Regions from separate parts of the Mus musculus genome. Here region 2 is linked to region 1. A link is a contact called in public HiChIP or PLAC-seq data. All regions are on one chromosome and are shown on one strand. Each heading gives the region's core, a stretch centred on a gene start, on an enhancer-like site or on the middle of the called end of the contact. The rest is flanking DNA. Distances are from core to core; before and after follow the strand shown.

Region 1 (5,447 bases), core at 1,633-4,132:
AATCTTTATTTCATGCGTGGATCCTGCCCTCAGCCCACTTTACGAGCACAATAGTGACGGGAAAACATATTCTCCTTGTCTTGGGGTTTTACCGATTTGAACAGACACCGTGACCAAGACAACTCTTATAAGGACAATATTTAACCAGTGAAATGGTTACAGGTTCAGAGGTTCAGTCCATTATCATCAAGGCAGGAGCATGGCAGTGTCCAAGCAGTTATGGTGCAGGAGGAGCTGAGAGTTCTACATCTTGTTCTGAAGGCAAACAGGAGCAAGTGGTTTCCAGGAAGCTAGGTTGAGGGTCTTAAAGCCCACACCCATATACATACAAACATACATACACACACACATACACACACACACATACACACATGCACACACACACACACACACACACACACACACACACACACACACACACACACACATATGGTCGCTGCCTAGATTAAGTTTTCCTTGGTTCTTGTAATCTTGTACTAAGAACTATAGGAGTGTACACAGATACCAAAGCAGCAAGAGGTTTTATTCAGAAGCAAAGAAGCAGTGTCCCTGAATGTGGTTTCACCAAGACTCCTAGGTTACTTCCCAAGCTTTCATTTTGCTTGTATAGGTGCAGACGGAAGACTGCCAGGGTGTGGTGAGGGTGGTTATATGCCCCTGACGGACAGGCTTGAGTTAGGCAAGCCTTTGTTAGTTTTGCATATCCTTTACCCAGATGCACCTGTTTTTAATCCCATGCACGCCCAAGTACACATAGGTGTGGGATGGTAAATGGAAGTTTCACCTAAAAGTTCACTCACATGCTGCATGTCGTCTTCACACACACACACACACACACACACACACACACACACACACACACACACCCCTATACCTCTAAAACAAGCCCAGGGTATCTTTACACTCCACCCAGTTCCAGCATATATTTGATCAATAAAGGGAGGTACCAGGGGCTTGTCAGTTGTCAGGTGGAGTGAGCAATTGCAATCTGGAGAGGACTGTGTGTGTAACTCCATGCAGGTGGGCACTGTCCCTGCAGTCCACACACCTTGTACTGAAGAGTGTTGGGGCCCTGAAGCTGACACATGCATGTGCCACAACACAGATGTCAGCATTGGCTGTAGTGACACTTCCCTGCTGTCGGCTTACCACCTCCCTTTCACGTTAAGGGCTTTATTTCCTTGAAGTGGAGATGGGGGGAAGACACTCAATTATGTGTATTATATCCATTACTGCCTGCCTCCCCCATCACCGGGCAGTTTTGTATCACCTGGAGAAGGAGAAGCTGAGGACAAATAATCTCCTCCCTCCCCATTAGGCCCTAACTTAAATGCTCTCCCCATGATGTCACATAGGCCTTCAGGTCTCTATTCGTTCCCCAGTAAAAGGAGGCTCTTAAATGGAATCACCCGTGGGCTCTTCAGGCTGACCCGAATTCTGGCGATGAACCCAGCAGAGTTAGGCATATCACGGTACCTCTTGGGTGTTTTTCTGCACTGTCTGATAGATAGAGAGCCACGTTTCCTGTGGGCACTAAAGGGTGCGGGTGCCCTCAAGCATACCTATACTATCAGTTCCTCTCTAGAGTGTGAGGCAGACAGACCTTGCCTTTGCACAGACTGACACATTCCATAAACACTGGCTTTGCCCTCTGCTCTGCACAGGCCTACTTATGTGGAGATTATCGTGCACACTGCTGACTTTAGAGATATCATAGATAAGGGCATGAATGTCTCTGACGAGGAATTTGTGCTGGTTCAAGCAGTCAGTGGGAACCTGAGCCCTAGCATGCGAGGCCTGTGAGGATGTCAGACATCATCCATCCTGCTTTCCTCACACTCGGGAGTGGGGGGTTAAGAAGAGGTGACTCTGTCACAAAGGAACACACATGGTATGTACTCACCGATAAGTGGATATTAACCCAAAAGTTCAGAATACCCAAGATTCAATTCACAGACCATATGAAGCCTAAGAAGAAGGAAGACCAAAATGTAGAGGCTTCAGCGCTTTTTGGTAGGGTGAACAAAATACAGGAGGAAATATGGAGACAAAGTCTGGAGCAGAGACTGAAGGAAAGGCCATCCAGAGACTGCCCCACCTGGGGATCCATCCCATATACAGTCATCAAAGCTGGACGCTATTGTGGAGGCCGGGAAGTGCTTGCTGATGGAAGCCTGATATGGCTGTCTCCTGAGAGGCTCTGCCAGAGTCCGAACAAATTCAGAGGTGGATGTCCGCAGCCAACCATTGGACTAAGCTCGGTGGTCCCCTATGGAGGAGTTGGAGAAGGGACTGAAGGAGCTGAGGGGCTTTGCCGCCCAATGGAGGGAGCAACAGTGTCAGCAGGCTAGACGCACCCCCCACCCCCGGAGCTCCCGGGGACTGGACCACCAACCAAAGAATACACATAGAGCAACCCATGGCGCTGGCCACATATGTGGCAGAAGATGGCTTTATTGGACATTAGTGGGAGGAGAGGCCCTCGAGCCTGAGGGTGTTCGATGCCCCAGTGTAGGGAAATGCCAGGGCAGGAGGATGGGAGTGGGTGGGTTGGGGGAGCACCCTCATAGAGGTGGGGAGGGAGAGATGAATTAGGGGGTTTCCAAAGGGGACACCTGGAAAGGGGAAAACATTTGAAATGTAAATAAAGAAAAATATCCAAGAAAAAAATAAAAATAAAATACCTACGGTTTATGAATAGAAAAAGGCTAACAATGAAAAAAAAATCCAGAAGAAAATAAATAAATACATAAAGGGGAAAAGAAAAAAAAAAGAAGTGTGATTCAGTTGGCTGGCGGAATCTTCAGACAGACCAACCTGGGACTATTTGGGTTTTAGTCAAGGACGAGGAATGCATGGCTGTTCTACATTAGTGTGCACTCACTGCCGGCCAGACGCATGAGGAATGGCCGCAGACTTTCTCGGAATCTTATGTAAGAGATGGAAGGACCTAGAACATGTCTGGACAACTCGTTCCACTTCTATTTTGTGAAATTAATTGTTTACAACCCCTGTCTTTCTTTTAGCTCAAAAAACTGAACCTTGTATTCCCCTTGAAGTCAATTAAAGGAAGCTGTCTGTTTAGGGAAATAAATGCTCTCCAAATTGCAAGAGCAGAGGTGACAACTTTTTCAACATTTTTTTTTCATTTTTTTCAATAATGTAAATCCTCTAGATGATGCCTATTTTGGCAAACGACCTGTATTGGGGTTTTATGGGACGACGCTAACACGTTGGTGTACGTTCGGCCAGCAGGTGGCAGCAAACGTTTTTATTAGGAAAACCGTGCGCTTGAAAAGAACGCCTAATCAGCAGTCCCTTCTAGCAAAAGAAGCCTATTAAGTGAGCACAGCAGAGGGCATTCACCACAACGCTTCACGCAGGAGCCTTTCTTAAGAGGGGGCTCTTGGCAGTAGATGGTGGAAGCGCGGGGTGAATTATTTCCACCAAGTTTGTTAAAAGGAAAGTCCAGATGAGATTAAGGACTGGAAAGAAAACTCTATTGAGTTTCGCATCCTAATGACAATCCAATTTCTCGGCCCACAAACTTCTATCAGCCTTTCTCGGCCTGCAGCCTGGTGCTGAGGGGCTGGACCCAGCTTTTACCATGTGGCTAAGGTTTTGCTGTTTGGAAAACAGAGTACTTCTGGGCTACCTAACTGATGGAGCGCTTTTCTGGAGTAGCACACTCTTGCTTTGAGATGCCCGAGGCGACCGCTATTCCTTTTCATTGCCGCTGTTCAGGGCCACCAGAAGAGAATGCTGGGATGCTAACTATCCTGACACATCCTGGCCGATTTACGTCAAGTTCTGATCCTTATAAGACTTTTAAAATATAGTAAAAAGGTTCATTCGTTCTTTCAATGACTGCTTGCTTTGTGCCCACTATGCCCAGTGCTGTGCTTACAGAAGTCTCAAGTCTAGGAAAAGAACCAACTCCTTTCTCATCAAGTCCCCACAGAAACCTACAGAAACAAGCCCGGGTAGGAAGGAACACAGTCCTGGGCTGTTGTTGAACCTAGTCTAGGTTTACAGACTGATAGGAGTGGCCAGTGGTCCTGAGTCAGGGACCCTTAAGCTGAATTTGAAGACTGAGGAGGAATGCGTAGGTTAAAGGAATAAGGAGAATATTCAGACCAGAGACTAAAAAGTTCTAAGACCTGAAGATGGAAGGAAGGATAGGAGGCAACAGACGCTGGGAGGGATAGAATATTGGGGGAGAGAGTGGACTCTGCTATGTAAGTGGAAAATCATGATTCTTGCATTTATAAGGCAAATGTACACACACACACACACACACACACACAATTGACCTCTGCTGGCTGCTTTTGTATAGTTTGTGATACTGTTAGCTTGGAGCTAGCGCAAAAATATTTCCAAAAAATGTTCGAGTATTTTACTGTCCCCAAGGCATTGACTTACGTAAATGGACACAAGTACCTTTAGGGACAGCCACTGTGAAAGATCATAACACATATCTTTAAAAATATATATAAAGCCTTATGCCCTTTCTTTTCTCCTTCATTAAGGAGATGTGGACCTGTGAATTGACCAACATTTAGAAATAATCCCTTCTGGCCACTGTAAATTGTGCATCCTGCATTTGAGAAGCAGAGATAGGAAATCAAAACACTTCCCAATCACCAATACAACACCACATATATAGGGTTCCATGTTGTTCTTTGCATAAAATTATTTAAGGCATTGTATTGTCAGTGTATGGTGCATGAGGTACATCCAAGACAATGGATTATACACTTAGACTTGGACCCTAGTCGCCCAATACAGTAGCTAAATACCTGCAAATAGTTTATAATCTTTAAAGTATCCAGAATCTAAGACTTCTGTCCTAAGCCTTGCTGTGTAACGAATACTGTTAACTTTGAAATGAAACACATCCCATGAGTACAGTTGGTGTGATGATTTACCTTAATCAGTTTAATTATCAACTTGACACAATATAGTATCACCAGGGAGAAGGGTCTCAAGAAAGGATTGTTTATACTAAGTTAGCCTGTGGGTATGTCTGTAAGGGCTGGTCTTGATTATGTCAGTGAATGTGGGAAGGCACAGCCCACTGTGAGCGACACCATTCCTAGGCAGGGCACCCTAAACTGCCCAAGTGTCAGGAGTACTAGCTGTGAGTAGACATGCAGGAATTCATTCTCTCTGTTCTTGACTGTGGACGTGACAAACTACTTCAAGTTCCTGCCGTGACTTCCCCTCAGCAGTGGCCTCTAACCTGTAACTAAAGAAACAAATAAAACCTTTCTCCTCTAAAGTTGCTTTTGTTGGGTGTTCATCATAGCAACAGGAAGGAATCTAGGACAAGTGGTAAGTGCTTGGTCCCCAGCTGGTGGTGAACTTACAGCAAGATGCTTAGGAGAGGTTCCTTCAACTTTGAGCATCTCCCTTGAGGGTCTCAGTGTATCCCGTGTTCCCCTAGT
Region 2 (5,447 bases), core at 1,855-4,354, 820 kb after region 1:
CATTGAACAACATATTTTCAGTTTTGGCTGCTATGTGGGACGGTCAGCAGAATCCTGCAGACATGCTTGGTGCCTAGAGACTGGGATCTAAGACCAATGCGAACCATTTTTGAAACTGAGATCTAACTCCCACGTACTTTTAGATTATGTGAATCTTTGCATGTGTCTTTTGAAGTAAAATCTTAATTTCTTTCTCTTGACATACTTTATGTGAAGAAAACCAAAACCAGTGGCTCATGACTTCCTCTTTCTGGTCTTCTCAAATCACAAATGATCTAGGAGTGACTTTATTAAGGGCTGAAGATGTAGTTTAGTGGTGCAGAGATTGCCTTATCCTACACAAGATTCCAGGCTCAATACCCAAACACTGCCTAGAAAGAGTAAAGGATGCTGTTAAATGTCTTGAAGTTTCATGATTGGCTAATAAATCAAAATTTTATCCAGTATGTCGAAATGTTTTACATTAGTCTTTTGCCTACTTATGGTGCATTGTTTTTTGGCAATCACATCTGCATGCTCATATTCTGCCTCTTTCTTTCATGAAGCCAGGAGTCTCTCTGGGGCAATTAGGGCTTTCAGGATTAGGACATCCATATTGTTCTCTCTCTCTCTCTCTCTCTCTCTCTCTCTCTCTCTCTCTCTCTCTCTCTCTCTCTTTGAAGACCCAGAATCCTATAACACATTTTACAGTGAAGGCTGCTAGTTTTGAAAAGAAAATTCCTAAATCTTATCAATGATGCCTCTCTATGAGGAAAGCTGGAAACGCTGGAGAAGGCAGCCATGCAGGATTTCTGTGGTCAGCATTCTAGCAGGCAAGGGAGGGAAAAATGAATCTCCTATGAACTCCAGTCCCAGGGGCAACTGGGATCTCCTACTAAGAGGAAATGATGGGTTTTTGCCTAGATTGGATTTCCTTATATGTGATGCTCTGGAGATCACATTTCTTGCCTTGAAATATTATGTCTTCTTCTTTCACAACAAGCAAGATGAAGACCAGAGGTCCCGGCGAATTCCTGTGGCTGAGCAGAAGCAAGACACGGATCTCCTCTTACACACTCCTAATGGAATAGTACCAGGGAACTTTTCTTATATAAAGAAGACAACTCTACAACAAAAATTAATAACATTTAATACTTTCCGCCCTCCTTTCCGTGACTTTCACCTGTAGCAGGAATTAGTTCCAGTGGGAGAACTATTCATTCGCCTTCCTGACGACAGCGAAAGTGTTTAGGCTGTGCCGAGGAGCACAGTGTGGATTCTGTCTGAAGCCTTTGTGTCCCTGAATACCCTCCTGAAGTGCACTGGGCTCTCTTCATAATTTCATCTAGAAATAAGCCACCATCACGGGAGGTTAAATGGGTAAATCCTATGACAGGTACACTCGTGAGGCAGAGACAGGAGGGTCCCTGGAATTCACTGCCCAACCAGATTAGCCCAGCCAAAGCAATCTCTAAACTCAATGAGAGGCTCTGTCTACATTAATTAATTAATTAAAAAGCAATTGAGGAAGACATTGGATACCCATATTCAGCTTCTTAATGCGCACACACACACTCACATACACACACACACATACACACACACACACACACACACAGAGAGAGAGAGAGAGAGAGAGAGAGAGAGAGATTCTGAAATGAAATCTATTTACTGCTTTTGACGTGAGAATTATTCACCTACTCTCATTGACAACTCACATTTAATTGAGTTACAGGGCATCTGTAGTCACAGATTTCTGAATTTTGGACTCATAGTTTTACTCCTTACTCTGATGATAGGAGCTGTTTGCCAGGTCCCTTAACTACCCCAAAGCTGTTCGTTAAAGCGTGACAGTGTGTGTGTGTGTGGGGGGGGCAGGGGGTAGGGGTGGGGGCAGGGAGAAACTGAACAATGTAAAACTCTAAGCTGGAAGACTGACAGTTCAAACTTGACAGAAACATTCCCTTTGCAGCAAAATAAACAGTTTTCTCTCCTCCTAGATAAGCTTGGGGAATTTCTTCTCTCTATCCATACAGTTTATCCCCTTCCTAGGAAACCGCTAAGACAGTTTTCCACATCTCTTCCTTCAAGTTTTCATTATCAATAAATGCTTGTGATATCAGCTGAGGCTGTTAAGCCCACACATCCGGCCTGTATCTTAATTGCAATAACTTCATGTCACAAACAGCCAAAATGCAGTGATATATGGAAAGAACTTGAGTTTTTTCTGCCCTCTGAACTCCCTCTTTCCCCCCTCCCCCACTCCCCTTTCTCTTCTCTCTCTCTCCCATTCCCAAACCCACAGAGGCCGGAAAGTCTTTCGGCATTCTTAAAAAGTTACATAAGACAGCAAGAGCAGATAACATTGTATGTCTTGAGTTTAAAACAGGGAATGTTTATGCCTGTAGAGGGAGAAGAATGAAGGAATGTCCCTTTCAGAGGTCATATCTGAAACGACTGCAAGGCTGGCAAATGCTTCTCTTGCAGGAAAATAAATAAATAAATAAAAGTCTGCTACCTGGTAAATAGCAAGTTCTCTGATCCATAGAATTAAATCGCAGTCACCCAAAGACCCAGACCACAGCAGATGGGCTGGAATTTCCAAGTCTCACTTAAATAGAAGCATTGATTTTTTTGTAGGTCCAGGGGTATCATCTTCAACCTTGAGATTCAGTCTCCTGGAAAGGCATAGAGGGGAACAGCACGGAGGGTCTGTATCCTGACATGGCATCAAAAGCAGGCCAGCCAGGGTCTGATGTAGACATATAAGTGTTCCTAATGCCTCTCTCACTGATAGAGCCGAATCTGTTTCTACTCATTTCTACCTCTCCCACTAAGCACAGACAAATCTTGAACAGCCTTGACTGAGTGTCAATTTAGAAAGGAGGAATTTTTTTTTTCTAATGGAAGCATCAAAAAAAAAAAAAAAAAAAAAAAGGAACTGTAACATACAAGCTCATTTGCCCGAATCAACACACTGCACAGAAACTGGTCCTTCCCAGGTCTCCCGACCTTGCCCTTCCCTTTGGCCAGGTCACCAGTAGCAGGCACGCAGCCCCTTGGCTGATTGCAATACATGGCAACAGTCTCCAAGACAACCCCGACTCAGGGTCATTGCAGGGCTGTCTTGTTTCCAGGAAGCTTCTGTTCTAGGCGGAACAGTGGACTATTTAACCTGAACTCAAGGGACAGCCAGTAGGCGTCTACGGAATCTGGATTCTTTTCTCTGGTGGATTGGCTTTATGAACACACGCATCAGCCCCTACCTCTAAAGTAAATATTTCTGAAAGGCTTATGGAGTGTAGACATGACCTCTGCCCTGTGGATTTACCACCCATCTTGTTAACTCACAGCAGAAATTAGATGCTCCAGACTCTATTCTCTTGTCCTTAGAAGGGGAAGGAGCATGAAAACAGTGACGTAAGGAGGAATACATAACACAAAAATGTGTAATGAGCCCACCCCCAGCCCCCACATCTCTCTTGGCCTCTATTCCTGCGTCCTCTCTGCCATCTTACTGGCTTCATGTGTTTTATTCTTTCATAACGTAGCTATGCCATTGGAAGGATCAAGTGCTGCTAAGTACAAGTGAAGTAAAATGCAGGGTCTGCCCCTGAGTCCCCTTCCAGCATAGACTCCACTTTACTATAAATACTATAAATCTTAGCCAGCTGTTCATTCTGCCTAATATCGTTGATGGTATTTATTCTTGCCAGCATTCATTGAAAGTTGGTGCAACCTCTGCTGTTCACCATGTGCTGGCTAATTCCTGGGATAAAACCATCTGATGCTGTTAGCACAGTCTGTCAGGACTGAGGGAATCAGGAAAGTGTGGTTGACCCTACCTAGCATCTGTGATGCTAGCATGGGATAACTCAGAAGGATCCTGAAACTGATAGGATGCTTAACCTCTCTGCTCTTCGACTTTCTCCTTCATGACAAGGAATTTAAAATAGCGTTTCCTTTCGTGGCATTTTTAGGCATTTCATCTTGTTTATAAGTCACCATATCGTCTGTAAGTTCAAGAATATCAGTCATTTACTCTGATGATGTAGATTCCCAATGCTGAAACTCGAAGGTCAATTTTGCAGAGAATGAAAGCAAGTTGGGTTGCCTTCGTTTGTTAAGAAAAATTCTTTCTGGGGCTTCTATGATATTTAGGGTTAAGCTGGGTACAGAAATGTGTCATTTCTGTTCGGTCCTGTTCTGTGAGAACTAGTTTTAAGGACACAGTTTCTAGGTGACGTGTAGTTCAATCAATCTGCACTCTTTCTAGAAGTAAAGAGGAAGTGAAAATTCATTTGTCCTGTTTTTACCCTGATAGACCCTTGTGTAAAGAGGTCAAAGAATAGTTTCACTTTACCAAATCATATCTTAACTTCAGTGGTTCCATTTCAAGTCATGATCCCTCAATATGATGGCTTTGATTACTGGCTGTGATAATGAAACAAGAACTAAAACTCATACAACTTTTTCTTTCAAAGAAATTACTATATGAGATCTCCACATGCAGGCTGAAGCCTTTATCTGGATCAAAGTAGAACGAAGAGGTTGGACAGGAATTGCTTAATATCACAGCAACTAGGAGAATTTGACATTCAACACTGGTGACAAAGAACCTGTCTGCGGTGGTTTGAATGGATATGACCCCCATAGATTCATGGGTTGGATAATTGGCCATAAGGAGTTGCACTATTAGGAGGTGTGGCCTTGTTGGAGTAGGTGTGGCCTTGTTGGAGGAAGTGTCTCACTATGGGGTGGGCTTTAAGGTCTCCTATGGTCAGGCTATACCCAGTTTTGCACACAATCTCCTTCTCGTGCCTGAAGATCAAGATATAGAACTCTAAGCTCCTCCAGCATCATATCTGCCTGCATACTGCCATGTTTCCCTCTGTGATGATGATGGACTAAACCTCTGAATCTATAAGTCAGATCAATTAAATGTTTTCCTTTATAAGAGTTGTAATGGTCAAGGTGTCTATTCACAGCAATGAAATCCTAAGACATAGCCATAAACACATACTAAATGGAATGGCACAAAATTAAAAGCTTCTTCATGAAAAAAAAACAATTAATTGCATGAAATGACACACTATTAAGTAGGTAAAAAATTTTGCTACCTATACATATATACACAGGAGATTAATATCTAGAATATAACTAGAACTTAAAAAATAAGTCATAGAAGCCCAAAGAACCCAATAAAATGGCTAATAAAATGAATAAATAATCTCCAAAATATGAAATAAAAATAGCCATATGAAAAATTTCAACATTCTTAGACATCAGTAAATTCGTATTAAAACTAGTTTAAGATTGTATCTCACTCTACTCAGAATGCCTATCATTAAGAAAACAGAATAAATATGCACACTGTTGAGTGTACAGGAGAGGAGATTTCTCAGATGTTGCTGGGGAGATTATAAATGGATTCAGTTAGTATGGAAACTCCAAAAACAGAAAGCAGA

Evidence for each region. HiChIP or PLAC-seq counts read pairs in DNA pulled down with a chosen protein or histone mark.
Region 2: an H3K27ac HiChIP or PLAC-seq map of heart atrium shows a contact between it and region 1, with 10 times the contacts expected there. The contact joins two enhancer-like sites. A contact is called at or near these places in 1 of 484 Hi-C or Micro-C datasets (bone marrow-derived macrophages), 1 of 115 datasets of contacts at active chromatin or transcription factors (heart atrium) and 1 of 9 other capture datasets (embryonic stem cells).

The regions. Positions count from the first base shown.
Region 1 is chr13:41,706,374-41,711,820 of GRCm38.p6, forward strand. No RefSeq gene overlaps it. Among named protein-coding and RNA genes, the nearest start is that of Gm40925, 32 kb to the left of the region's middle. Within about 2 kb of position 2,883, at least 21 of the 459 cell types and tissues checked have an H3K27ac peak or open chromatin away from gene starts, as enhancers often do. A contact at or near this core is called in heart atrium, where this site is marked.
Region 2 is chr13:42,524,072-42,529,518 of GRCm38.p6, forward strand. No RefSeq gene overlaps it. Among named protein-coding and RNA genes, the nearest start is that of Gm32833, 120 kb to the left of the region's middle. Within about 2 kb of position 3,105, at least 35 of the 459 cell types and tissues checked have an H3K27ac peak or open chromatin away from gene starts, as enhancers often do. A contact at or near this core is called in heart atrium, where this site is marked.